Linked DNA regions of Mus musculus: all the other regions are linked to region 1. Evidence: chromatin contacts called from public HiChIP or PLAC-seq and promoter capture Hi-C data. All regions are on one chromosome and are shown on one strand. The core of a region is the stretch at or near the end of the contact, and the rest is flanking DNA. Distances in the headings are between cores, read along the strand shown.

Region 1 (6,547 bases), core at 1,010-3,509:
CTTGGAGCATGATGAAGTTTATGACAGCCAATCTGCCTGGGGAGACTATGGAGGTGTGACTCCTGTCAGAACCTTCATCCAGCCAGCAATGGCCCGCCCGGGCGGTGTGCGGAGGTGGGGCCCGGGCACAGGTGCCTTTCCTCATCTCGAGGGAAACCTAAACCCTATCTTCATGGATAATTTAACAAGGATTGCTCCATAAATTTATGTCGTTCAGGACTTTCTTATAACTGCTTTTTAATAGCTTTCAACTACAATAGTTGTAGGAAATGAGTGATTGGGAATATCAAATAGAAGAGTGTGTTTCAAGCTGGGGGGGGGGGACTTAGCAGGAAAAGCTCCAGAAAAGACTACAGCCCCTCAGATCACATTGCATAAAAAGCCTATAGAACTTTCTAGAAATGCTAAAACTGCAAATGGCAGGGGCATCCCTGAAGAGATGCTACTTGAATTTACACAGAGGCCCTAATCCCTACTCCTCATCCGGTGTGGTGGCTGGCACCTGTAATTCCTGCACGGAGGAGAGGCTGAGGCAGGGGGATTGCTGTGAGTTTGGGAGCAGCCAGTGTTACATAATGAGTTCCAAGCCAGCTAGCCTGAGCTACAATACAGTATGAGGCAGTCTAGAAAAATATAAAAAAACAAAAATACCTCCTTAATGGACAGATTTCAAATTTTACAAAAAAAAAAAAAAATGCACCCTACATTCCTTTTTTTTTTTTTTTTTTTCTTTTTGAGACAGGATTTCGAATAACCCAAACTAGCCTTGAACTCCTGATTCTCCTTCCACCTCACAAGTGCTGAGTTTGGACAGATGTGTGAGACCGTCCACACCCTCTAACAACTTTAATTCTAAGTGTTCCTTCTAAAAGCAAAGAGAGAGTTGAGTGAGAAACAGAAAGAACATTGGTGAGCAGTCCACCAATGTTCAGCTCCTGAACTTCTTAGATCTCTTGTTTGCTTCATTCAGCTCTCCAGGTAAGAACAAAATGCTTATATCGCTGTGCAAAAACTAGGCTAAGCTTCAAGTCTGGGCTACCCACAGCTGTGGTCAAGGTTCCCTTCCAGTCTCCGTGCCACTTCACAAGGAAAATCTGACCAGGTTTCCAGGTGAGGAACCACGGTTAGAAGCAAAACTCCAAAACAGTGGTTTGTTTTTTTAATCTTAGGGGCAAAGCTACGAAGGTCGAGCCAGGAGTGGGACCCTCTCTCCACGTTCAGACCCTAGGACATGGTTCGGGGTGCGCCCTAGGAAAAGCTTGCAGTCAGTGCCCAGGAGCTAGGTATGTAAGGCAGGAGAGATGCCACAGGTGGCCCAGATGACTAGTAATTCACCATCACTTAGGCCTCCGGGAGGCCCCGAGCTCAGCGTGCCTCAGAGGTCGAAAGGTGCCCTCTCCCTCCATCTGACCAACTTTAAACAGCACACAGGAGGTCTAGAGAGGGGTCAAGTACCCACACACACACACCCTGAGCCGGCTAACTGGACTCAGGGTGCCAACCCAGGGCACCAATCCGGCCCTTCCCTTGGGACAGGGAGTGTCTACAAGTCCCCGAGGGGTGTGGGGAAGGCAGTGGGCAATGGGGCCCAAGAAGGGGCGCCTGGCGGGCAGATACAGCCGCGCCTAGGCCGACCGTCCCGCGCCTACCCCGGAGCCCCTCGGGGGGTGCAGGGCCGGCGACGCCCCACGCCCCCGGCGCCCTCCAGGTCTCCCAGACAACAGCCACCGCAGCACTTCCCGAGGCGGGTCCCCGCACCCGGCCGGGGCCCGGCCACCCACCTGTCCCGGGGGTCGATCCAGCTGGTCCTCCTGGTGTTGTGGTCGATGTAGAAAACCTTGCCGTCGTAGTCCCTGGCCTCCTCCCAGCCCCGGGGTAGCGGCAGCTGCCCGCTCCCGGCCCTCCTAGGCATGGTCGGCGGCCTCGCCGGCGAGCGGCGCCTCCATAGGGACCGGGCGCGGGGCGCGGCGGGAACGCGGGTGCCGGCGAGGGGCGTGCGGGGCGAGGGGCACGGCGAGCTACGCGCGGGGAAGCCTCGGGGATCCCTGCTCTCAGCCCTGCCGGAGATCAGTCCACCATGTCTGCGTCGGAACAGACGAGCGAGCCCTCCTCCTCCTCCTTGCCGCCGCTGCCTCCGCCTCTTCCTCCTCCTCCCCGTCCCCCTGTGGCCGCCGAGGGTCGCGGCGCCCAGGCTGCCCCGGCCGACGCCGTCTGGGCTCGGATCCGGGAAGCTCCGCGGAGCAACGGCCCGGCGGCGACTGGCCTGCTCATTTGCATGCGATTAGCATGCGCTCCGCCCCCGGCCCGCCCCGCGCCCGCCTCATCTGCATGCACATTCCTCGCCGCCACATTCCTGAGCTTAACCCTGCAGCTGCCGGGGCGGCCGCGGCGGGACGCGGGGCTGAGCCCGGGCGGGGGAGGGGAGCGACGAGGCCAGGTGGGAGGCGGTAGGGCGGAGGAATGCACAGCTCGCTCCCTCCTCTGCAGCCCGAGATGTCCCCTCTCCGCCAGACCCTTTGGGGATTTAGAGGGCTTTCTGGATGGAAAAAGAAGCCAAAGAAAAAAAAGTCTGCAACCTTCTCAACCTCTTTCCGTCTTCTAGGGAAACCACAAGACTTTCGAGAGGAAAGGGTGGGGAATGCTGTCCTGGGAAGAAGTCCCAACAAACAGTAAGGGCACAGAACGCCCCCACCCCCCCCACCCCCCCCCCCCCACGCCGCGCCCCGTGCCTTGGCTGTTCCCGGCGGTGGGGAAGTGTGCAAAAAGCGCTGGGAGTGTGTCCGGGGCGTGTCCGGGGCCGCGGCGCCCCCGAGCCTTCTGCTCAGTCTGGCCCTCGGTGACCTCACCAGGGCCTCGCGGGCCTAAGGGAGCAAAGTAAAGGCGGGTCCCTATCCATGAGAGCTGCGACATGTCCGCCCCAGTGGCCCACGGGGCAACTCCGGCCTGATCCTTAGAAGCGACAGGGCCACCCCGCCACTGTCGCCGCCAGTCAGCCCCGCGCGGGCCCTAGGGGTCCGAATCACCGGTGCTGCCCCGCCGGGTCAGGGGGCTGCACTGGCGGGGTCAGGGCCCTGTGCATCTGGCGTCCCCTTCTGGGTTTAAATCCAAGGGACATGGCTGCGTCCACTATCCAGTCCCTTCCTTCCAACTCTCTGTCCCGGGAAGTTCTCCACCCCAGTCCCGGACCGGGGGTGGGGGGTGGGGTGGCAGAAGGGGTTAATAATCACTCGGAAGGGGGCCAAGGCGGGAGTCAGTGGCCACACTTTGCTTGATCAAGGGTCCATCTGGTATGAGGTGTAGATCTCTCACAAACATTTATTTATTTAGCTATTAAGTGCTGATCGGCCCTGGGTAGGAGCCGGATGTCAGACTCCTAAGACGACAAAGCCTTGGCAGAGTCAAGACACTAAGCTTGCAGTGTCCCTTGTCCTCAGTCTGAGAAATAGCCTTTCGTCCTCAACCTTTACAGCCTGCTGTGCATTGCCAACCTTGTCAATATTCTCCCAGGCCTCTAAGCAGATGCTTTTGAAATGGCAGATTTTAGGAAGAAAGGCCCCAGAGCTCAATCCTTCACCTCTTGGTCTGAATTCCCTTAACCAGACCTGCCAATGTAATAACTTCAGGACCTAGCATTGGGCAGGACATTTTCTGTGCCTGGGCATTTGCTGAAGTTGTGAATAGAACTAGACAGTAAGAACCAAGCTCTGAATCAAGCTTCCAGAAGGGGACTCCACGTGCCTTGAAGGGGGTTTTAAAAAAAGGAAAGGGGTTTATTCTCAATGAAACAGTTTATGCAGCTGCAGACACTTGAAATCCCCAGGAACTGGAAAACCAGGTGTACCTGGGACGGACAACCAGAGAGAGGCAGAGGTTCTCAAGAGAAACCTCTCATTTTCTAGGTCTTTCCCATAATGCCAAGGCCCGTGGAAGCTGGTTTTTGTGCTTTGTTGAGGGAAGTTTCTGCTTCCTAACCTGTATTCTGCCTCAGCCTATTAGCAGTAAGATAATCAGCCAGGGTCCTAGCTCTCAGTGGGTGGAGGGATCCTGTCTAAAGTTACACTGCCGAATGTGTAATTCTCTATGTTGGCCCATTCACATGGCCAAGATGTAGCCAGTGACTAACCCAAACTATCCTAATTTGTGGCTTCCTTAGTGAGTTTCTCCCTTCCCCTAAAGAATTTGAAGATATTTATTGTGCTAGCATGTCGACACCTTACATCTCAACCGTAAGAGTGAAGCACATAGCTGTTGCAGTAGGTCAGCTTGCTTCCGTGGAATGAATACTCACTCCATGGGCGTCCTCTGTATAACGAAGTCAGGTAAGCTTTCAACTAAATATTATTCAGGAATGCAAAGTGGCTCACGTTTATTGTCCCATGAATCCCCAGACTTCAAAAAGAAATGCCAAAATGACACAGGCTCGTTTCTGCTGATCGGCACAGGAAACGTTAGCCAAAAGCAGTCCAAGTGACAGAAAGGGTTGCAGTTCTCAGAACCCTTTTTACTAGGATCCAATTCTGAGTTCCTACAATCCCTTTGAAGACTCCCTAAGGGTTAATCAATGAGACTTTATTTATATTCATATCTGTGAAATGTACAGATGATGCCCTTTTAGAGATGGGCGCACTTCCGGTTTGCTTATGGCTGCCTGTGATCATTGGCCAGGAAAGGTGTATAGGCTGCTTGTGGGTGCCAGCCAGCCAGTTACCACAAACTAACCAGCAACGAGTCTATTCACTGGCTCGGAGACTCGCCTTTTCTCCTGGTTCTATATTCACCAGTGTTAATCTTCTGTTGGGATGTGGAGCAATAAACAACTAGAAGGTGATGGACAACTGTCATCTCACACCTAGGAGGTGGGCACAGGAAGACCAAGAGTTGAAAAACAGCTTTGTCTACATAGTAAATTCGAGACTATCTTAGACTACATGAGAGTCTGTCTCCAAAAAAAGAAAAAAAAAAAAGAAGAAGAGAAAAGAAACAAAAACAACAACAACAAAGCCCATAAACACAAAGGGATAAAGGAATATAGCCCAGGTGGTAAATGCTAAACTAGCAAGCCCTAGTTCCGTCTGTAACAGCATAAAATCAGACGGTATAGCACATGTCTCAAAAGATGACTGGGGAGGTGGGTGGTTCAGTGGGCAAAAGTGCTTTCCACACAAATGTAAAGACCTGAGATTCTTGTTAAAAGCCAAGTTTGGGCGTTGGTGGTGCACACCTTTAGCCCCAGCACTTGGGAGACAGAGGCCGGCTGATCTCTGAGTGAGGCCAGCCTGGTCTGCAGAGTGAGTTCTAGGACAGCCAGGGCTACACAGAGAAACCCTGTGTCCAAAAAACAAAATAAAGCTAATTACATAGCTAGCCTGAGGGTTCCCAGCACTCTATGGAGGAAAGGAGGGGGAGGCAATTGGGCCAGCTAGCCTGGTCTACAAAGTAGCAAAATAACACGGAGATTGTCTCAAGTGAGGGGAAAGCCACAAACCGGTACCTGAGGTTGCCCTAGGCTCTCCCTATGCGTGCCCACTTTCACACACATACAATAAGGGAGCACATGAATAAATATTAAAATACTTTTAAAATTTTATTAGTATATCTGAATCTGAAATATGCATAATTTGAATCCAGCAATCCCAGTTCTTTGGTGATAACTACCTATCACTGGCTAAGTTCCCAAAGCTGTTTACAAACTACCTGTATCGGAACTTATTTCATACACACACACACACACACACACACACACCAAACACCAAACTAAAAAAAATATACCAGGGCCAGGCGTGGTGGTACACACCTTTAATCCCAGCACTTGGGAGGCAGAGGCAGGCAGATTTCTAAATTCGAGGCCAGCCTGGTCTACAGAGTGAGTTCCAGGACAGCCAGGGCTGCACAGAGAAACCCTGTCTCGAAAAACCTAAATAAATAAATAAATAAATAATACATATATGTGTGTGGTATACAAGCACACACACACACACACACACACACACACACACACATATATATATATATAAAAAACAGAAAAGCCCACTGGGAGGCTATCAGTAAGGGCTGAATGTTTAACTATATATACAGCAAGAATTTCAAAGCATCAGGTAAGCACGACACAGGTTCTTATCTAAAAGGAGAAGGGTATTAAGCGGAGGAAAAACCAAGAAGCACAAAGACACTCAATAGATAACGTCAGTGGCATTATTAAGCAGGAGGACAGGGGACAGAAAACATAAAGACCGACCTAGTCTCCTAAACACCAGCTCCATGTCAAAGAAAAGCCCACCAAAGAATTCGACAGGAGGCAAATGAGACTCCTTAGAGAACAGATGAGATACCAGAATGTACAGGCTGGGCGGGGCATGTGTGTAGAAAAGACGTGGGCAAGCCCAAGTTCAAAAATGCATCTGGCATGAGGAGACCCAAGACTGACTGGAGCCATCCAGTTATGGAGGCCGCAGTGATAGTGTACACAGGAGATAGGCAAGAGCTAGGGTTAGACACGCGGCTCTGGGGGAAGAAAAGGAACGACCTGGCAGGAATTTGCAACTGATTA
Region 2 (6,640 bases), core at 2,488-4,987, 2.0 Mb before region 1:
GGATCTGCATCTCATGTACAAATGCACATATGCCCTTAATAATTCTAGGATCGGTTAATCAATAATCAAAACACCAGTCATTATGAAGATGTGGCTGCTTCTCACTTACATACATGTAACATAATTCTAAAGGTTGGAAGTTGAGGCAAATTTGGAAGTATTTGTTAACATTGTATCAACTACATGAGGTACAAATATAAATTGATTTATAGCCAGCTAATTCTCATATGACAGGCTGGTGAGATGGCTCAGCAGATAAAAACACTTTCTGCCAAACCTGATGACCTGACTTTGACCCCTAGAGCCTACATGGTAGACAAGAACCAACTCTTGCAAGTGGTCCTCAGGCCTTCACAATCACAAAATAAATGTAATTTCTTTAGATAATAGCAACATTTTCCCATTCCGGAGCAATTTACTGATTGTCTAGCACAGGATACAAGTGATTTTTCTTCACTTAGAAAATCCTTTAATTACATCAGTATCTGAGTCTTATGCCAAAGTCCTGCTGACAGAGCTTGATATTATACAGTTTCTATTGTGGAGTCTTGTGTTGTAAAGGATTTGTTCTCCTTTCTCCCAAATCTAGGGCTGGTGTGGATGGAAGAGTCCAGACTTTTGGAACAAGGATGCATACTATAACTTATGCCTTCCTCAACGACCTAATGCTCTTTAAATTATCTTGGAGGCAAGACTATGAATATAAAAGAGCTGTTCTAATGTTAATAAAAGCATACATAATTTTAAATCTTAGCTGTGATTTAAAAAGTAGTAAAGAATGCACAGAAATTTTAATTCCTTGAATATTCTTTTAATAAGTTAAGTAAAAAACATGCACATCCAAAATATTGTAGTCATGTAAATACATGTATTCATGAATGTTCTCTTCACTTAGAAGAAAGTTTTCCTCCTCAGGAGTTTCATCATGTGATGAGCCAAAGCAATGGCTTGTAGATCTGTCTGAAGTGAAGCTCTTCTTCAAGCCTCTTCTTTCCTCTTGCCCAACAAGACATCTGTTTTGGAGAGAAAAAAAAAACAAACAAACAAACATGTTGAGACTAAAAATATTTCTAAGGGGACCTGAGAAATGGCCCAGTGGTAGGAGCGCTTGCTCCATAATCATGAGGACCGGAGCTTGTATCCCAGCTCCCAAGCAACAAGACAGACAGACAGACTACAAATGCCTGGCCTGGCCTCCCAGCTCCAAGGGGTCCCAGGTCCTCTCCTGGCCTCCACACACACAGGCACATGAATGTGTGTACACACAAACACACAACCTTAAAAAACTTTTAAAAGAAGGTCTCGTCCCCAAATTCCCACCATACAGGACAAACTTTTGGTCTCTAGAAGCTGGTCAGCAGTAACTATAACCAATGATAAAATTTTAAAAAACAAAAATATACTGGACCTTAGATCAGAGTGCCAACATTAAGTGCAACAATCAAGTCTGCCAGGAGAGCCAATCCTAAGGAGAAAGCAGGCCACACCATGAGGCACTCACCAACACTTTCTCTTCATCACTCCACTCTCCACAGTCCTGAAACTCCGCTTCTGTCTCAGCACAGGAGCACGGGGGTCACGCTCCTGTTGCTCACCTGATGATCTTGCCGTCTGCATACATTTAATCATTGTTAGAAACCTGGCACATTCTGGAAAGCCATATGACCAAGCAAGATCTTCAGCTGTCTGCCCATTCTTATTGCATACGCTGAAATTAGACAAAAATTGAGTTAAGTGAAAATTATTGTTTATTATTTTTCTAGTAGAGGAAATTGGAATACATATCAACACAGGGAACAGGATAAAAGAGGTCTCACACTCTCGAGAACATACATACACATCACACCGGAATTGGGCCAAAGAAAGATCAAGGAAATTAAATTCTGTTCACTGTATGCTCAGTGACTAGCACACCGCATATCATGGACAGTCTATCGTATTTTTATTCCATTATCATATTTCACTATTGAAAGAATCTAACTACAAGAATATTTGGTGTTCAAATTCACTGTATTTAACTATATGGTTCAGTAGATAGCCAGTGAGAACTTCTATAGGAAAAGTCTTCCTGAGCCAAAACTGTAGTAGAATGCCATGAAGACTTGCACCTCTGGATGCCGAACATCTGTTTCCACTTACTCTATTTGATAATATTCAATTCCTGGAAGGATAACATTATATTACCAGTTAGGCGAGTATTATTTTTAAGATCATATATAATTAGGAGTATGGTTAATTTAATCCAAGAAACCACAAAGCCTCAGACCACTGATTTCAGACTCACCCAATCTGGACATCACTGGCCACAAGGAGGCTCAGGCAGTCCAGGCTTCCAACCTTTGCTGCCTTGTGGAGTGGAGTTTCTCCCAAGACATCCTGTAAGACAAGACTGCACATTAGGGTCTCCCTAACATTCTGTAGAAGCCAGTGGGCAAAGTAATACCAGCTATTTGAGGGAGCCAGTGAAAACTACCTTGTAACAACTGGATTATTCCACTAATTGTATTTTTCATGAAGTTCTCTTGCTGTGCTAATACAAAGTTTCCATTAATAAAAACATGCCATCATATTTGCACACATTAAAAAATTAAGGGAATGCCAGCACACTATAGAGTTCTATAGAAGCCAAAGGTTTACAATTAAAAACTTCGTCACACTCTAATGAAGATGAAGACTACTGGAAGAATTGATGGTGGGCATGTTTCCCACATACTATTTCCTGGTTGACTGGAACTTGGACAATAGCAAGTACTTTTAAAAGTACAGTAAATACATGCTATATATATATATTTGAAATGTGGTTCGACTTCACTGAGCTATGCCATAAAAGTAAAATACACACTGAATTGGGAACCGTGGTACAAGAGCAAAATAAAATACACATAAATCATTGCTGATATAATTACATACTGAAAGAGTATTTGGGATTAGATTATTAAAAGAAATCCCATGGCTTGTTTTTGTTTTATTAATGTGGATACTAAAAAGTTCCAAGTTACCATCTTGCAGTATGTATTTTTCTCCTGGAAATTCCTATATGCCTGTTTATACCAACTGAAACGGACATCTAGGAAATGTCCGTGCAGACACTGGGTGGAGGAGAGGGTTGTACATAGCAACAATCGGTTACCTAGTTACCTGTTGGTTGAGGTCAGCACCTGTTTGCAGCTGCCAGAGAAGAAAGCACGCAAGGCCGCCACCTGCAGCTAGGTGAGCAGGCGACTGCTCCTGGGGATCCGGAGGTGCGTTCACTGATGCTCCTGTCTCCAGCAAACTCTTAAGGTCATCCTCCTGCAGGAAAAGAACAGCTTGTCACTGTCCTGTCCCGCTCGAGCCCTCTGAGCTGAAAATCCACCCCTCCACGGAAAAAAAAAGAAAACAAGATCTGACAAGGTTTGACTTGGTAACCCAGCAGTTTGTCACTGTCACGTTTGTTAGAGCTCCTAAGACACACAGACCTCTGGGAGATCTAGCCTGCAGGACTTAAAGGGGCGAGAGTCTCACCTCCAAGTTGCAACTAAGCAACAGCATCGCCCACCTAAAGCAGATGACAAGTGTCCCCGGGAGTTCAGAGAGGCAACACTGGCCGGTAAGAATGCAAGGGACTGCCCCAGTTCGGGAGAATTTAAAGCTCTCGGGAACCTGCAGGGCCGCGGCTCCTCCCCGCCGCTCCCCAGCCTGGGAGCGTTCCCACGGCCTGGTTCTGCCCAGCGCGATGTCCCCAGCCCCGCTGCGGCCTCACGTACCCAAACACTGACATGTGCAGCCTGGAACCCCAAGCAAAAGAGGAGGGGGCGGAGCCTGCTGCGCGGCCTGCCAGCTGATTGGCCAGGCCGACCTCCCCCTGGGTCCGCCCTGTTGGGAGCGAAGCCCAGGCGGCCGCAGCACGCGTGCGCAGTGAAGGTGGTGGGCGAAGAGGGTGGAAGGCCTGGCCTTTGCGCTTTGGCGGCGGCCATGATGCGAGCCGAGCTAGGCACGTACTGCTGGGTGGAGTCAAGCCCTTTTAGCCCTCTGGAGAAGCCGCAATCGCCGGTGCATGGCTTTGTGACTGAGAGCACGCACGTAGCCCGGAAAAGAGGGAAGCAGAAGTAGCCCACACCCATCCACCCCCGCAGGCCCCGCGTCCTCCACCTCCAGCTTGGTCCGAAGGTGCTTCCTCCTGCCCCACGTCCTCCGCCGCCGCGCGCGCCGCAGGATGCTTTGGAAGGGGATGCAGCGGTGGGGCGTTAGAGGGCATGTCGATGAGACTGTGACGGAGGGTTTACCATAGGAGATGCTCTCCCAAACCCAGTGAATTACCTATCAGTCAGTGTTGCCTTTGTGAGCAAGGTGGCAATTCCTGTGAAATAAGCCACCCATTGTCACACGTCCCCTGAGGGTCCGAAACCCGTCCTGGTTCCGGCAATAGCTAGTAAATACAAGGAGTTTGCCAAGGGGATGGCCCTCACTCCGGTTATTAGGAATAATAAGAATACGGAAAGGAAAGAACAAAAGATTACCGTGAAGAAAGCAGCCAAGTGATTTAATGTTAGTGATGTGATCTGCTGACAGCATGAACCCCTGCGCTAGGACATGAGAAGGGCTTCATCAAAACCCAGAACCCAAATTAGAGCATCAGATAAGCCTGAGGAACAAAAGGACTCTTCCCAGGATACTACTACTCAAAGCCTTGAAGTCAGTAAAGTCTGAGAAGCAGACCAAAAGAAACAATAATTTAGGGTGAGATTTTAAAACAAACATGGCATTACTGGTAAAATTCATGACAATGTAATAACTGCAAAGTTTGAATTCCTTTTCATGAACCCTGTTGACTTCTGACTGTAGTTAAAGTTAATGGTAGCAGGTGAAACATAGAGGTAAGAAACTATTAACAGCTGGTTAGACATCAAATAACATGTAGAGTTTACTTGACACAGAAGACCGTGTCGCTTAAAATAGTCTATGTTGTGCTTCTTCCTGTAAATCTTAGCTCCTAAGGAAGTTTTATTTAAATATTTGGCTTCCCGTTTTAATGAGGATTCTTTTTCAATAGTTGTAACAGAAGATATCTGAACCAGTATGGTTTTAAAGAACAGCAAGTTTATCATAGTCACAGTTTTCCCAACAAGTCACAAAATTCTCACCCATTAATTTTCACTAACCAATATAATTCTTTAATAAGGCACACTGCTCATTGTGGTGGTCCACAATCTTAGGCTGTTCCCTAGAACAGGGCTTCTTAAAACTTTTTTCACTCATGGCTCCTCAGTGCCTGAAAAAAAAAAAATTGTATTTAACTCTAGTTATATAGGTGTGTACAACAGGTGCAAATCAAACCTGATAATCTGATTTTAATACAGTTCTCTCAGATGTGTATAATTTGACCATTTCTAAGATTGTAATGTAATTTGCATACTAACCTGAGTTCAGTCTTCAGCTCCCACATGAATAACAAAACAAGGACAGCTACCTGCACCTGTCATTCCAAAGCTGGAGGGGGTGAACATAGGAGAATCCCCGAGACTTGCAGTCTGATCCTGACACACACACACACACACACACACACACACACACACACACACACAGCTATTTGAAAACCTAGCCATCTAGAAAAATAACAATGGTGACTTCTACCTTAAGACCTATCTATGACTTCCCCATCCATGGGCTCTCGACCAGGATTACAGTACCAAATATGATATTCTCTCCTGAGGAGCCAGCTTAAAGTCCAATCAGAAAGCAGTTACCCCATGACAGTTGTGCCCCTGTTGCAGTAGTGGGCACTTGTTGCTTGGCCAGGTTTGTATTGTCATATGTGGAGTCCAGCACTAGGTAAAAGCTCTCATGTCTTTCCCCACTCAACAGACTGCACTGCACCTTCTGGCTCTGTGAAAACTAGATAGCAGGAGGCAATTTCCCAGTCGCTTTGAGATTGGTGTCTCTCTGCCCTAAAGCCATGGGGTATGGTGTCTTCAGCAAGAGGGTTTTACCATGTACTTTGGCAATGGCAATAGCTTACGTTGTTTCGGAGACTTCTTTAATTGCGGTTTTCCTGTAATAACCCAAGTCGTCTTGGAGTTTACAGAGTGCTCACTCACCCATAACAAGACTTCTTCATCTACTCCTTACCACCACCTCCGCTGAGGCTCTGGGGATGGTGGCAAAGAAGTGTTAGAAAATAGGATCAGCAGGAGGATGGCAAGGAGTTCTGTGCGATGCTGACTTCTGAGCAGAGTCTGGGTATCACCGCATGGGCTCACATCTGCTGGACTTAGCTGCACTAGATCAAACCAAGCAATATTCCAATATAAACTTGGGGAGGGGGAGTTCTCTTCAGGCCCCACCCCTTGTTGACAAGCTATTAGCAGTTTATAAATACCGAAGAGGGAATCTTTTTTTTTTTTTTTAATTTTGATGGTATGGCCCCTAATTAAGTTTCCTGTGATTCAGCAGATGGATCCACGCCCACGCATACATAGATAACACTGATCGGATTTAGTATATTATTTAGAAGAAGACAATGACATGATGTTGGGAGGGGACATGTGAGGGAGGTTAGGGAGAAGTTGAATATGATCACTTCCGTTGAATGCATGGATGAAATTCTCAAGAATAAAGAAAAAATAAGACAGAATTGAAGAAGACACCCAAAGCTGACCTC
Region 3 (6,807 bases), core at 3,275-5,774, 1.4 Mb before region 1:
CTATGCAATTTATTATGTTGCCCTAAAACAACAAACAGAAAGCAATTATATCTGAATCATAGACTCAAAACAATAACTAAGAATGGTTTGTACATGCTCACAGTTAGTGAAACTAAAATCTCTCTCTCTCTCTCTCTCTCTCTCACACACACACACACACACACACACATACACACACACAGTTATAAAACAACCTGGTATGACTGCAGGAACATGCAACCCATGCAAGCCTTGGCGACATAATGCAAAGCTGGCTGAGGCTGCACTGCTGAGGAAACCAGAGGGGAAAGCAATGCTTAGCATCCCTGGATTATTTTCAGTTAGAAATGGATGACAGCTGGCGCGTCAGACAACAACTGGGGCTTGGACTATGTGAGCAGGAGAGCTGAATAAGAAAAGCAAAGAAAATGGAGGAGAAAGCATCTGGCCTCCTGGCTTGGGACTATCATATTCCCCATCCCGAGTCTCTGGGAGAATATGACACCATATTAGAAATATTTTTAATTCCTGGTGTGGAAAGAGTACAGTTGTTCTCTTAAATAATTTTATGCCAAAGCTGCTTTTCTACCCTGTCTATTTTTGGTAATGATTTACAAGTTCCAAAGGAAAACACTTGTACTAGTTTAAAGCAAAGGCTGAAGGAACTCTACCACCCATTTCTGCACCAAAGCAGTATTTAACCACGCTGGCTCGCTACAATCCTACAGCTGGAAGTGCTGGAGTTACAACAGAGGATTAGTCATCTGACAGTAATTAGTGGGAGACGGGAAATCGGAATGGAAGTGGAAAGCTGACCAAGTTCCCTGAGCTTAGGTCTAGACTTGTCTATTAAGGGCTGTGGATGGCCTGGTTCCCAGAGCAACTTGACTGGGGGAGGGGGTGGGTGGAGGATGCCCTTACACAGCTGCTCTGTAGTCACCAGTCACTCACACTGTGATAGCAACACTGTCCACTTGCCTGGATGCCACACTTGTAAAGCACACCCTTGGGAAGAGGAGGTGTTGGTCAGTGGTAACTTCAAAGGCAATTAGATGACGTGGACTCTGAGCTCCTCTTCATGGATCCCTTGATGGATTCATCCTATGGTGGTACTACCAAGAGACGGTGGAAGGTAGGAAGTGGGGCTCAGTCTGAGGCAGTACTGTTTTCTGGCTGCCACGATGTAAACTGCTGCTCCATCCTGTCCTCCCAAGCGAGATGGACTGACAACTTTAAAGCCCAAATAAATACTTCATGCATTAAGCTATTCTGCCAGGCACTCACTCTGTCACAATGAGAAGTCTGACTAATACAGGTGTAAAGGAATCCTGAGGCTTCCTTTAGCAGGGTTCCTGGTTTCTCACTTCCATTTGTTTATTTATTTACTTATTTATTTATTCATTCATTCATTCATTCATTCATTCATTTATGAGATAAGAGGTTTTTATGGTTGCCCAGGCTAGGTTTCTCACTTCCATTTATTTATTTATTCATTCATTCATTCATTCATTTATGAGATAAGAGGTTTTTATGGTTGCCCAGGCTAGCCTCAAGCTGCTTCAGCCTCTCAAGTGCTGGGATTTTAGGCATGTGCCACTACACATACCATAGTTTCTTATATAATTAGCAATTAACCGCTACTCCAACCTCTCCCTCAACCCTGAGATTAAATTCATCAGTATTGTGTTTACTGGAAATATCATAGTTCCATTTTTTGTGATGTTCTTTTATTTTAAAATCCTCAACAATATTTTGTGTGTATATACACATGTTTATGTGCCTGCGTTCACATGCATATGTTACACGTGCACTTTTGTGCATGAGTGTGCATGTGGGCCAAAAAAATGGTGGGTATCTTCCTCAATCCCTCTGTTTTTGTTTGTTGTTGTTGTTGTTTGTTTGAGACAGGGTTTCTCTGTGTAGCCCTGGCTGTCCTGGAACTCACTCTGTAGACCAGGCTGGCCTCGAATTCAGAAATCTGCCTGCCTCTGCCTCCCGAGTGCTGGGACTAAAGCCATGTGTCACCACACCCGGCTCCACCTTATTTCTTAACACGGGATCTTTCACTAACCCTGGAGCTCATCCATCGGGCTAGGCCAGCTGCCAGCAAGCTCCAGGGATCCCATGGTCTCTACCTTCCCATAACACCAGGTGTTTTACATGGGTGCTGGGGATGCAAGCTCAGGTTTTCATGGTTATCCAGACAGTACTTTACCAACTGAGCCATCTCCCAAGCTCTTAATATTATTATTATTATATTATCCCAACATCTTCTTAATATGCTATCATTTATGAACGCTTGTTATACTTTATTTATCTGCGTGTATTTGTGTAAATGTGGATTGTGTTCTTGAAAGTCAGAAGAGGGTGCTGGGTCCTCTAGAGCTAGAGTTACAAGTGGCATGAGCCACCTGAGTTGGAAGAGCAAGAGCTCTTTCTTAACTACCCAACCAATCCTTCACCACCTTTTAAATGCACTCTATAATCCCTCTATACAATATCTACGACTTAAGTATTCATCTTTAAGTAGTCATCTTAAAGTACGCTATTAAGGTTTACTTACAAACATATTACTATATAAGCTTACTTTCTAGAATGTGTAACAACTTAAGAAATTAAATATAAAAGACTGAATTTCTTCTGTCCCACTTATTTACTGCCTAGAATCAGAAGGTGTATTTTTTTTTAAGATTTATTTATTTATTTTATGTATGCAAGCATACTGTCCCTCTCTTCAGAGACACCAGAAGAGGACACTGGGTCCCTTTACAGATGGTTGTGAGCCACCATGTGGTTGCTGGGAATTGAACTCAGGACCTCTGGAAGAACAGTCAGTGTTCTTAACTGCTGAGCCATCTCTCCAGCCCCAGAAGTCATTTTTTAAATATCCCTAAAACTAGTAGGAGGGATAAGAAACCCTATAACAGTATACTGTTTCAGGTGTTGGTTCTTTTCCTCCTCCCTGGTCTCCCACCCCAAAGAGCAAAACTCTACCAGATAAATGACCTTCACACCATTTTTACAAATGATTAACTTATCATGTAATTGCTATAGTAATTTAGCTTATGAAGGCTAAGTCTTCTTGCAGATGTAGGCCCTAAAACGTTTACCTATTATACTTCTAGTTCAGTTTTCTCGCCAAATGGAAGAGAGTGACCACGCCCCGCTTTTAGATCACTTCAGAAAGCCATCTTACTCCAGCTCCTGGAAAGCAGTCACATTGCTTTTCATGAATTCTTTCTCTCTTGAGGCCCAGAACGGCTTCAGGTCCCTCTGGGTCCCCATTTACAGGGCGGCTTCAGGTCCCTCTGAGTCCCCACAGTGAGGAGAAATTACAGGGCTTAGATGAAAACTATCACCTCCAGATGTTTTGCTCTAACGAACTTCTCTAGATGAAGTCAACATTAACGGCAGGAAACTGCTGAGGATACCTTATCTAAGGTATCACTTTGTTAAGAACGTTTAGCACAGGGAGGGGTCCGGGCACAAGGGGTTTCTCAATTAGACCCTTCCTTGTGAACTACAGCCTCCACGATGCACTGCGAGGGTTGAATGCATCCTACTGCTAAAGTCCAACAGAAAATGGCTGATTCTAACTTACTTTGGGAGGGATAATGATAGATCAATTTGTTTCTGGAATCTACATTTAACCACTATGGCTCTTCATGAGAGCAAACCACTTATCTTTTTCTTTCTTTTTTTTTCCCCCCCAAGACAGGGTTTCTCTGTGTAGCCCTGGCTGTCCTGGAACTCACTCTGTAGACCAGGCTGGCCTCGAACTCAGAAATCTACCTGCCTCTGCCTCCCAAGTGCTGGGATTAAAGGCGTGCACCACCACTGCCCGTCCACTTATCCTTTTAAAGCCTTTGATGGAACTGGAAAAAATAAAAAATGTATTATGGAAATGCAAGAGCTTGAATTCCACACGCAACGAACGGTAGACATCTGTGTGGCTACGTGTACGTCAGTCCCTTACATCCAACGAAGCAAAGGCGGTGAAGGCAAGAGGCTGCTCTCTGGAGTACATTTGTCCTTAAGAATATTCTGGGCCCCTGAAATTCGATGCTGATCGCTGTGCTCGTGTTTTCGTATATTATGCAAAAACAAAACAAAACAAAACCCACTTCCCAGAGTCAGAGTCTGAATGAAATAGGACGTAAACCAGTCAGAGATTTCAGTAAGGTAGTCAGGACCTCTCACTGAGGGAGCAAGAGGTGGACGGAAGTGAAGAAAGGCCTCGGTGCAATTGAGAGGAAGTAGAATTACCGAGTGCGGGGCACAGCTCTATTTTCTCCTGCCAGAGTTCTGACTGGCAGAGGCGCCTCCCTAGACGCCCATCTTGGCGCCCCCGGAATCAGGCGTGGCCGAAAGACCTCTCTAAAATTTACCTCAAGTGGCGCAAGTCGGCCGGAGGCGGCAGCTGGCGGAGCCAGAGATGGCGGGAACCAGAGCTTGAAACCCGCGCGAGGGGGCGGAGCCGGAGGGGGCGGGGCCCTAGGCTTGCCCTGGGTGGGCGGGGCCTGCGCTACGAGACGGGGCTCAGTCGGGGCTGAAACCACCAATCGCGACTGGCGTGTGCGAGATGAGGTGTTGGGGGGTGTGTGAGGGGGGATGGGGCGGGGAGGTAGAGAAGGGGCGTGGCGTGGGGCGTGACCGGCGGTAGTCTGCTGTTGCTGCTGCTGCTGCTGCAGTTGCAGTGTTGGTGCTGGTGGGATCAAAGCGCAGTGTCCTGCGGCGGGGAGCTTGGAACGGTACGGTGAGTGTCTGCTGCTCTCGCGCCTTCGAAGGCCTGTGTTGTCCCCCGGAGCTGGCGCTCTTTTGGCGGGTCTGCAGCTCCTTGGAGGAGGCGGGGGAAACGGGCAATCTGGGCGGAGGATCCTTTGTGTTGCCTCCAGGCTTGCTCAGGCAAACACTGAAGGCAGAGAAGCTGGAAACAGCGCCGGGAGCGCGATCCCGAGCTGAGAACCCAGACCCGGGAGGCCAAACCGGTGTCCCTAAACCTGGGTGAGCCGGTGCGGTGTCCCTAAACCTGGGTGAGCCGGAGCGGGTTCAGACCCCTCGAGCATGGCACACGGGCCGCGCTGAGGCTTAAAGGCGGAGTCAGGGGGGTATCTGGAGATCGCCCGGGGTACAGAGCTTCAGGGGCGGGAGGGGGTGAGGCCATAGTGTGGGGGTGAACCTGGAAGCCGAGTGGCGGGAGGTGGCGGGATCCTGGATCTGCAGGCCGAGGTGTGGACTCGGTAGCAGAGGATGGATAGGGGAAGTTCTGCCCTGGGGCCTGGAAGCTAGGCTGATGCTGACCTTGTGGCGGCTCTAAGTGACCCAGCCTCCCTCTGTTACAAGAGCATTTGATCTCCACCTTTAGTTTTCTCCAGTGCACTGTGATTTTTGGTTCTTGCGGAGAGCTGATTTTAAGCATTACTCCTTGAATACTCCAGCTCATTCCTTTGTTGGTCAAAGTCACTGTAGGAGCTTGCATTGACATCTCTTGAGCCATGCTCGGTTACTGTCCCTTCTTCGCGCTTATTAATTAGTCTGTGAAGTTCGACTTGAACAGCAGGGTCTTTACCTCATTCTCCGTTGAGTCACCCAGGAAACGTCCTTCTCAGGCACCTCTTGTGGACCCAACTTCTTCCGCCGTTAGTCCCCGAGCCTTGTAGACCTACGAGTCTGACAGATTTGTACCTGGCCCCTCTTCGGAGTCTTGTGGACTTTCTACGTGTCTGCCAGACTTGTGCCCACCTCAGGGAACTGAAGCAGCCTCCTTGCAGGTCTCTGTCTCCCGCCCAAGACCCCTCTCCAGTGCTCTCTTTAAGACACGAACAAAAACAGTTTTCTAGATGTTCATGTTTACCCTGAAGGCTTAAGTGTAAAACCGTATCCTCTAAACCGGGTTAGCGAAGCCAAACCCTGGGTCTTGGCTGTCTCCCCCCGCCCCCCCCCCTTTTTAGCAGAATGAAGAAGCTCTCCAGGCAATATTGGATACTGTGTCCTTTTCGGGTTTTCTTTCCAGCCCTCTGAGTCCACTGGCTCACCTTTTCTCCCCCTGAGACATTAGCTTATGAACAGGAGCTGCTACGGAGGTTTCCCTTAGTTAGCAATTCCTAGCTGAATCTTCCCATTCCTCCCTTTGCGGCAGGCATTTCCTGAAAGCAGCCGTGTCATATCCTCTACTTTTGCTTGTTTATTGTTTGCCTACCGAACTGTGAGCAAACAACAGTAGGCTCGAACTTTAGCTTGGCTCCCTTCCTTACTGGCTTTTTTTTTTCCACAAGTGACTACTCAACCCATTGGGGTGGGTGGGAAATGTGGGGCCATCGTTACAGTAAGAGTATACACAATAGCAGAGGAGATGCTAAGCTGGGGGTTTGGCCAGCCTTTGGGAAGTTACTTTGGATATGTTAATGGTGGCCACAGGCAGGAGCCCTAAGTATGGAGTGTAGAACCCTGTGACAACCTGGTGTTGAAGCTTTAAAGAATGGCTTTGTTTTGCTGTCCAGTAGACTAAGGCTTTTGGAAAGTGAGAAGGTGTTTTTTTAGTGAGTGGAAGTTTATTGAAATGTAGCCATCGAACTGCTACAAAGTAACAAGTGAAATCCTGCACCTAATTAAATCAGGTTGCTTTTGTGGTCCTGCAGAAAGGTTCTGCCTCCTGCTGTTTTAAGTAGGAATTCTGTATCTTTATCTGATAGAAGCGGGTCCAGGGCCACTCTATGGTTTCAAACCTAGCAACACATTCACTTCATGCGCTTTCTAAAGTTACAACACAGTCTTTTCTTCAAACACATTGCATTAGTTCTGATCTTCGTGTTAGATAATATTAAAGTT
Region 4 (7,016 bases), core at 1,403-3,902, 1.8 Mb before region 1:
TGGGGGTTGCATTTAGGATTTCTGCTCCCTCCAGACAGCCCCGCTTGCTCAGTCCCTGCTCACTCTGGCCCAAAGATTTATTTATTTACTATTATATGTAAGTACACTGTCGCTATCTTCAGACGCACCAGAAGAGGGCGTCCGATCTCATTACGGGTGGTTGTGAGCCACCATGTGGTTGTGAGATTTGAACTCACGACCTTTGGAAGAGCAGTCAGTGCTCTTACCCGCTGAGCCATCTTGCCAGCCCGACCTTCAATTTTTGATCTGCAACTTAGAAAGTAGCTTCCTGATGATCTTAGGTAAAGCTGTCACCAGGATTTGAGTTGAAATGGGATAGCCAGTAATACCTTTCCCCAGGTTAAAATGTACCCCTTCTATAACCTGAAATCAGGTTTACACTTGCTGGACTTTTTTTCCCCTAAATCATTTGCAAAATCATTTTCCTGGATGACAATTTAAATTTCCCCTTACTCAGAAACAAACCAGGTGTGATGGTGTACGCCCTGAAGGAAACCAAGAGGCAATCCCTGCAGTGAGGTGGTTGGGGACCTGACAGGTAAATGATAATATCACAACTGTGAACCTGGCCCACCATTTGCACTCCTTTCCTTCACCTACATTCATGCACAACTACTCAGCTCTTAGTTTCATTTTTGTTTTATAAACTCCATCCAAAATTATCTTATTTCTTGTCTGGCTCCTCACAGGAATATAATCTGCATTGACTAGGACTTTTACGTGGCTTGCTAATTCAACCCAAACTTCAAAAACATGTAAGAGTTAGTTTATAAAAGATGCTCAATAAATTTATACTGAACTTAGTATATGTTTGTATGTATAATATTTAAACTGTGGTGTGCCTTATATAGGTCTAAAACCTAACTGGTAAACTTTTAGGACCCTTACTTATTAGAACTGAGAAAAGAATAGAAGGAAGAACACATCTACCCACCAACTCTAAAATGCAAACGATAGTCACAAATGTTTAGCCAAATCAAAGTTTCTAAGCGGAACAGGCATTGCTATTCTTTTGAGACTGCCGCTGTGTTTCCTGAGTCTAATGAGTGAGGATGCCATTCTGAAGTGACAGGCTCTGGAAAGTCATTTTGAAAAGTAGGAAGCTCTTCCAGAAAGTAATAAACGGTTCATGCCATAAGCAAATAGAAACTCTGGGGACAGCAGTCACTCTAACAAACGTTTTTATGAAGTTGAGCCACTGCCATTGCTCTGGCTCCCAAGATCTCGGGCAATTTTAGTTTTATGAAGATATCAATCAGCCAAGTCCGGTAAAATGAAGGTCCTTTTAAAGGGTTATTATAAACAGACTGGAGGTAAAGTTTGATTTAAGGCAAACAGGGTTGGTAGGAAGGAGGGCAAAGCACGTTGAAAATCCAGTTCTTTCCTACGTTCCGCAACATAACCACAACCCTGATGTCCTACACCTGCCTGAGGACAGCTTTTCCTCTTAACAAACGACAGTGGTTCCTGGTGAGCATGCCACCCCCTCAACCCCCTCAAATAGACATCCACCTGAGCTGCATGACAACTTAACCAACATGGTGGAAGACAGGACCTTACAGGTATGAAGTACACGGGGCCCATTGAGTGAGCTCCCTCGGACTGGGTGACCTAACCAAGTTTTCTCTTCTGTAAGCCGTCATAAAGTTATCTCCCAACCACTACAGATCGAAGAACCAAACAGGAGCATCAGTGATGAATGCGAAGCCTGCCTCCCGTGGGTGCTGTAAGCGGATTTTTCTCGGCACTCACCAACTGCACTTCAACATCGGAGACCCGCCTGGATGGATCTCTCTGTGCAGAGGATGGTGGATGAGTTAACTACAGCGCCTAAAACGGCGCGCGTGACCAAGCCCGCGCAGCCCAGTCTTCCGCGGGCTTCGGCTGCCGGAGGGCCACCCGGCCGGAGCCCCCCGGGGTCTGCGCGCGCACGAGGCCGCGGGCACGCGAGGCAGTCGAGACCGGTACTCACCCGCAGCGGACAGCGGACGGTCGCCGCCAGCCGGCTCCAGGAAGAGACGAAGTCCGGCGGCTGGGCGCGCGGGCTCCAGCAGACGAGCGAGACCAGTGTCCCCAGCAGCAAGGCGGCCGCGGCGCAGCTCAGGTACAGGCTGAGGCGCAGCAGCACGGCGCCCGGCCCCGTGCCCGCCGCCGGTCCCCAGCCTGGGACCAGGCAGCACAGCGCCAGCACTGCCAGGGCGGCCACGGCCGCGGGCCCCCGCCAGCCCCAGCCCGGGCCGTCCGCCGTCCGCGGCCGGTCCGCGGAGCCCCGGGCAGCGCGGCAGGCGTCTGCGGCGGACGTGGGGCCGCGGCGGGCGCCGCTGCTGTCGGTGGCATCGCGGTGCATGCTGCTTCCTGGGCCGCTGGCGACAGGCTCATCTCCCGGCCCGCAGCCCCCCGGCGCCGCCCCGGGCCGTGGCCTGTGCGCGGCGCCCCGCCGCCTCGCCGCTCCCGCCGCCGCTCGCGAGGCAAGGGCAGCCCGCGCTCATGCCCTCGCCGGCGGCCCTGAGCGGGAACCGCTCCAACAGACACCGCCGCGCCCCCCCTCCCGCCTCGGTGCCGCCGCCCCGCGCCGGGCCCGCAGCTGCCCGCCGACCGGGCGCGCCCAGGTAGCGGGACCGCGAGGGGGACTGAAACCCCAAGGGCTCGAGACGCGCGGGGGCGGGGGCGGGACCTGCGGCTGAGTGACAGTGGGGCGGGGTCGCCCCGCCCACCCGGGGCGGGGGCGGCCGGAAAGGGGCGCGACCAATCGCAGTGGACCCCGCTACTTCCCGAGCCCCGCCCCCGCCCCCCGGGGACCGCGTCTGTTCGTGGAAAATTTTGCTGCAGGTGTCAGAAGCCTGCGTTGAGCTCCGCTCAGGTACCCCCTTATTTTCGTCTCTCCGCTCCTCGCCTTGCCTACAGCCCCATACCAGACGCCAGCCTTGTTCTCTAGCTCTCTGATTAACCTCGTACTGTCCCTGATCCTCTCTTTTACTACTTTCTTCCAACGGACCCCACTCCACTGCCCAAGGGTAGGGGACTAAGACAAACCTGGAGGAGTCAAGCGAAGCCTGTGGTTCCCACTTACTTATGGAAAGACTCCCCAGTGCCAGAGAGTGTACATAGCTGCCACAATCGATTTGGCTCCGATTTTGTGTTTTTGTTGCCAACAACTACTCGGTACAAAAGCTGTTACCCACGCAAAAGAAACTGGTTCAAAGAATTTTGAGAGAACATATTTTCCTTTCCTCTCTTGACTGCAGCCGGTAGTCTACAGACGATGTTTGCTGAGATGAAAGATGTCCAAATGCTGCTCAATACTGTAACAGAGCTGCCAAAGCCCATAAAGGGTGTTGACTGTCTTAGAGGGATGATGGAAATGAAGGATTTCTGAAGACACTGGGAGAGGAGATAGAGTAGAGAAGACAAAAAAAAAAAAAAAAATGAAATAAGAAAATAAGAGAAGCTTGACAGATAAGGAGCTAGCACCCCCATGACACTGAGATGAAGAAGTCCAGGTTCTTTAACTTGTACTATTTTGTTTTGTGACAGGGTCTCTCTGTGTAAACCTGGCTATCCTGAAACTCACTATGTGGACCAGGCTAGTCTGGACCCCCCCAGAGATCTACTTGCCTCTGCTTTCAGAGTGCTGGAATCAAAGGTGTGCAGCCTAGGTTTGCAGTGTTCGCTAATATGGTGATGGGTAGTGCCCTCCGAGTAGCAGACAAGTAACATAGGTGTTACAATGCAGTGTTATATATTGTGGCTACACTGGGTTTTTGGTTTTGTTTTGTTTTTTTCTGTAAAGGGGTTGTTCCATCTGTAATAAGTATTGTGCCATTTCATCAAAAAAAAGGAAAAAAGTCACAATACTCATGAATAAAGTGCTTGCTTACTTGCTTGCTTAAAACAAAGTATTACACAAAAAAGTTATTATTCAAGAAAAGGTACAGGTATACATTAACAATCCACCCATGTATTCATTCCAGGTCTTCATAATAAATTTCCCCAATGGCATATGGATTTCAAGTGGGAGACGAAGTCATAGATTTAAAAAGCATACCTAAAATTTAATTCTAATAGAATGTAGTATTTAAGTGAATTATTTTTATAACTATTTAAAGACAAGTATGTTTCTCATGTTTCTAAAAGGATTTCTAAAAAGATTTTTAAATTTTATTTTATGCGAGCGCTTTGCTTGCCTGTGTTTGTTTGTGTGCCGTGTGCATGTGGTGCTCTCAGCAAGAAACGAACATGGGGTCCCCAGAACTGTAGGTAGGAACAGCTATGCGTGACCATGTGGATGCTGGGAACTGAACCTGACTCCGCTGTAAGACCACTGAGTGCTCTTCACCACGGAGCTATCTCTCCCACCCCAAGCTTGTCGCTTTTTAATATTAGTTGGTGTTCACAGAACATCACATTCTTTTATATGGGCTAAGAAAACGTAGGAAGATAATGAGTTTCTCATACCAAATGTGATTACAGAGAAAAGCTCTAGACATTTCATCTCCACCCCAACAGATACTGTCGAGCCTGATGACAGATGGAGAAATAGAGGCACTAGAGGAACTTGACTCAATCGCAAAGCTAGTAGACCTTGGAACTAGGATTTGGTGTCTCTCCACATAAGACTCCCTTCAGTTTCAACACTTAACTTCTGTACCACAGCATTTCTGAAGAACTCAATGGCTTTATCATTTCACATTCCAAAGGAGCAAAAACAGGGTTTCATAAGCCCATGAGTCTAAGACCAGTGTGCCGTGCTCTAGAATGTCCAGTGTTGTTGCTCTGTGAGAACAGAAGCACACTTGTTGCCCTGGCATGAACGGAGTGAGTGTAATTAGCAAGGGGAAACTGGCCTAAGGTTTACTGCAGGCCAACTCTGTAACTGAAGTAAGTATGGTTCCCAAGAGTAATGCAGGGCTGGAGATGTGCACACCCACAGTCTGACAACTGCCTCAGAGCACACACTCTCTTACTGCTAGGCCAGCTCTGGTGTGTATGGCAGGAGGATCACTGATGTGAGGCAACACCAAGGGATAGAAGGGCGTGACTGACCTCAGAAAGCATTGAAGAAAATGAGGCACAAAATCAGTGCCTCATTGTAACTGGAGTCCCTTAAATCTGAGTTGGAATATCCCTTTCCTGTAGTCACTGTAGGGTCCTAACAGTTCCTTTGAGAAGGTTTATTATATATATTTTATGTGTATGTGTGTGGACCTGAGTGGAGGTGTGTACACTTGGTATGTGGCCACGAGGCCAGAGTTCAGAGGAGGCCATCGAGTCTCCGGGAACTTAAGCCACCCAGTGTAGGTGCTGGGCACCAAATCTGGGTCATCTGTAAAAGCAACAAATGCTCTGGACTGCTGAGCCACCTCTCTAACCCCCATGTCCCATCAGCTTTAAGGGCTGAAAGAGAAAATTAAAAAATAATGTCTTGGGCGCTTAAGAGATGGCTCAGCGGTTAAGAGCACTGACTGCTCTTCCAGAGATTCTGAGTTCGCATAGTGGCTCACAACCATCTGTAATGGGATCTGATGCCCTCTTCTGGTGTGTCTGAAGACAGCTACAGTGTACTGTCATAATAAATTTTTTAAAAATCTATTAAAAATGAAAGTAATCTCACGTATATATTTTTGTTAGTGCATTCTGACAGGCCCTAAGGCAATCTTTACCATCTTGTAGAAATGTAAGTGGGAATGAGTGGCTTCTGACTGAACTCCCAATGAAGATAAGGAAGAAATGGCCGTTTTTAAATGCCAGACAAAGCAGGTGGACATCACTCGTCTTTGTCTAAGAATGTATTGGCAATGTTTACACGATGGTGAACCTCTCAATGCAATTTCAGAACATATGTAAATTATAGTGAGTGGTGTTCCATATTTGTAAGTAAAAATGTTCATATTGAAAGCTTATGCAAAGTCAGAGAGATTTTGGAACAGTCAGCCTAAATGGGATGTCTCTATCAAACCCCTCCTCTCAGAACCCAGGGAACTCCCTCAGAAGAGGAGCCAGAAAGAATGTAAGAGCAGACAGGATGGAGGACTGCAAGAAAGCAAGGCCCTCTAAATCAACATGAGCAGAGCTCATATGAACTCACAGAGACTGAGGCGGCATGCACAGGGCCTGCATGAGTCTGCACCAGGTCCTCTGCACATATATTATGGCTTCTACTTTAATGGGATTCCTGATGAGCAAATGAATGGGTCTTTGATTCTTGTGCCTTCTGTTGGGCTCTTTTCCTTCTCTTACCCAACTTTGATGTGATAGTTTTTGTCTTATTATATTTGATTATGTTGTATTTTATTATTGTCTCTTAGAAGTCTCTTCTTTTCAACTGGGAGACCAAAAGGGAATGGACCCAGATGGGAGGGAAGGTGGGGAAGACCTGGGAGGAGTAGAGGGAAGGAAAACCATAATCAGGATATATTATGGGAGAAAGGAATCTATTTTAAATAAAAGAAAAAAAGAAAAATTATCCAAAGTCATTAATCTTTAAAAAAGAAACAGATTTTAAATTACTGAAAGTGAAATCAGTGCATACCAGGACAAATAGTTGTCAAAGGTCTATCCTAAAACTGAAATCCAGAGACTATGACGTCACTCGCCTTTGCATAATGAACTACCTCCGCATAAGTCATCTATGAATGCGGAGTACAGGTCAGACATGTCAGGTATGGGCTAGGCTCAGGTGCAAGTTCTGCTCTTCCTGTCTGGGTCTCCAGTGGACAGGGAGCCAGCTGGCACATAGCACAAAAGGCACTGTCTTCCTACCCTCCAAGAGATTAGCTTAGGCTACTCCACATGACAGTATTGGGGATTGAAATTTGAACTTTGTTTGTTTGTATATAGCTTTTGCTGTTTTTGTATTTTCCCCCTTTGATACCCTCAGGAGAAAACAAGGAGCAGTGTGCATGTGTGGGGGTGGGGGTGGGGGTGGGGATTTTTTTCGTTTAATGTTTATGTTTTTGTGAAGTACTCTAAGTGGCTAGAAGAGACATTGGATCCCA

What was found. Promoter capture Hi-C pulls out the DNA fragments that hold promoters and counts their contacts. HiChIP or PLAC-seq counts read pairs in DNA pulled down with a chosen protein or histone mark.
Region 2: a FOXA1 HiChIP or PLAC-seq map of pancreatic cancer cells shows a contact between it and region 1. The contact joins the promoter of Ankrd37 here to the promoter of Wwc2 in region 1. A contact is called at or near these places in 2 of 39 promoter capture datasets (liver and pre-B cells), 2 of 115 datasets of contacts at active chromatin or transcription factors (astrocytes and pancreatic cancer cells) and 1 of 9 other capture datasets (adipose tissue).
Region 3: a contact with region 1 is called in a promoter capture Hi-C map of liver, with 4 times the contacts expected there. The contact joins the promoter of Casp3 here to the promoter of Wwc2 in region 1. A contact is called at or near these places in 4 of 39 promoter capture datasets (the 3T3-L1 cell line, liver and pre-B cells), 1 of 484 Hi-C or Micro-C datasets (pre-B cells) and 2 of 9 other capture datasets (adipose tissue and liver).
Region 4: a contact with region 1 is called in a promoter capture Hi-C map of pre-B cells, with 5 times the contacts expected there. The contact joins the promoter of Snx25 here to the promoter of Wwc2 in region 1. A contact is called at or near these places in 2 of 39 promoter capture datasets (liver and pre-B cells), 1 of 484 Hi-C or Micro-C datasets (embryonic stem cells) and 2 of 9 other capture datasets (adipose tissue and liver).

Annotation. Positions count from the first base shown.
Region 1 is chr8:47,988,285-47,994,831 of GRCm38.p6, forward strand. Wwc2 (WW, C2 and coiled-coil domain containing 2) reads right to left here and starts at 2,260. Exons shown (of 23, transcript NM_133791.5): 1 at 1,782-2,260. The coding sequence starts at 1,912.
Region 2 is chr8:45,996,113-46,002,752 of GRCm38.p6, forward strand. It overlaps Ankrd37 (ankyrin repeat domain 37), which reads right to left and starts at 3,738. Exons shown (of 5, transcript NM_001039562.1): 1 at 3,505-3,738; 2 at 3,139-3,291; 3 at 2,285-2,376; 4 at 1,502-1,708; 5 at 796-1,013. The coding sequence starts at 3,531. The coding sequence ends at 1,013. It overlaps Ufsp2 (UFM1-specific peptidase 2), which reads left to right. Exons shown (of 12, transcript NM_138668.2): 12 at 590-846. The coding sequence ends at 676.
Region 3 is chr8:46,612,767-46,619,573 of GRCm38.p6, forward strand. It overlaps Casp3 (caspase 3), which reads left to right and starts at 4,525. Exons shown (of 7, transcript NM_001284409.1): 1 at 4,525-4,735. It overlaps Primpol (primase and polymerase (DNA-directed)), which reads right to left and starts at 4,461. Exons shown (of 15, transcript NM_001001184.2): 1 at 4,368-4,461.
Region 4 is chr8:46,149,789-46,156,804 of GRCm38.p6, forward strand. It overlaps Snx25 (sorting nexin 25), which reads right to left and starts at 2,653. Exons shown (of 19, transcript NM_001372342.1): 1 at 1,994-2,653. The coding sequence starts at 2,368.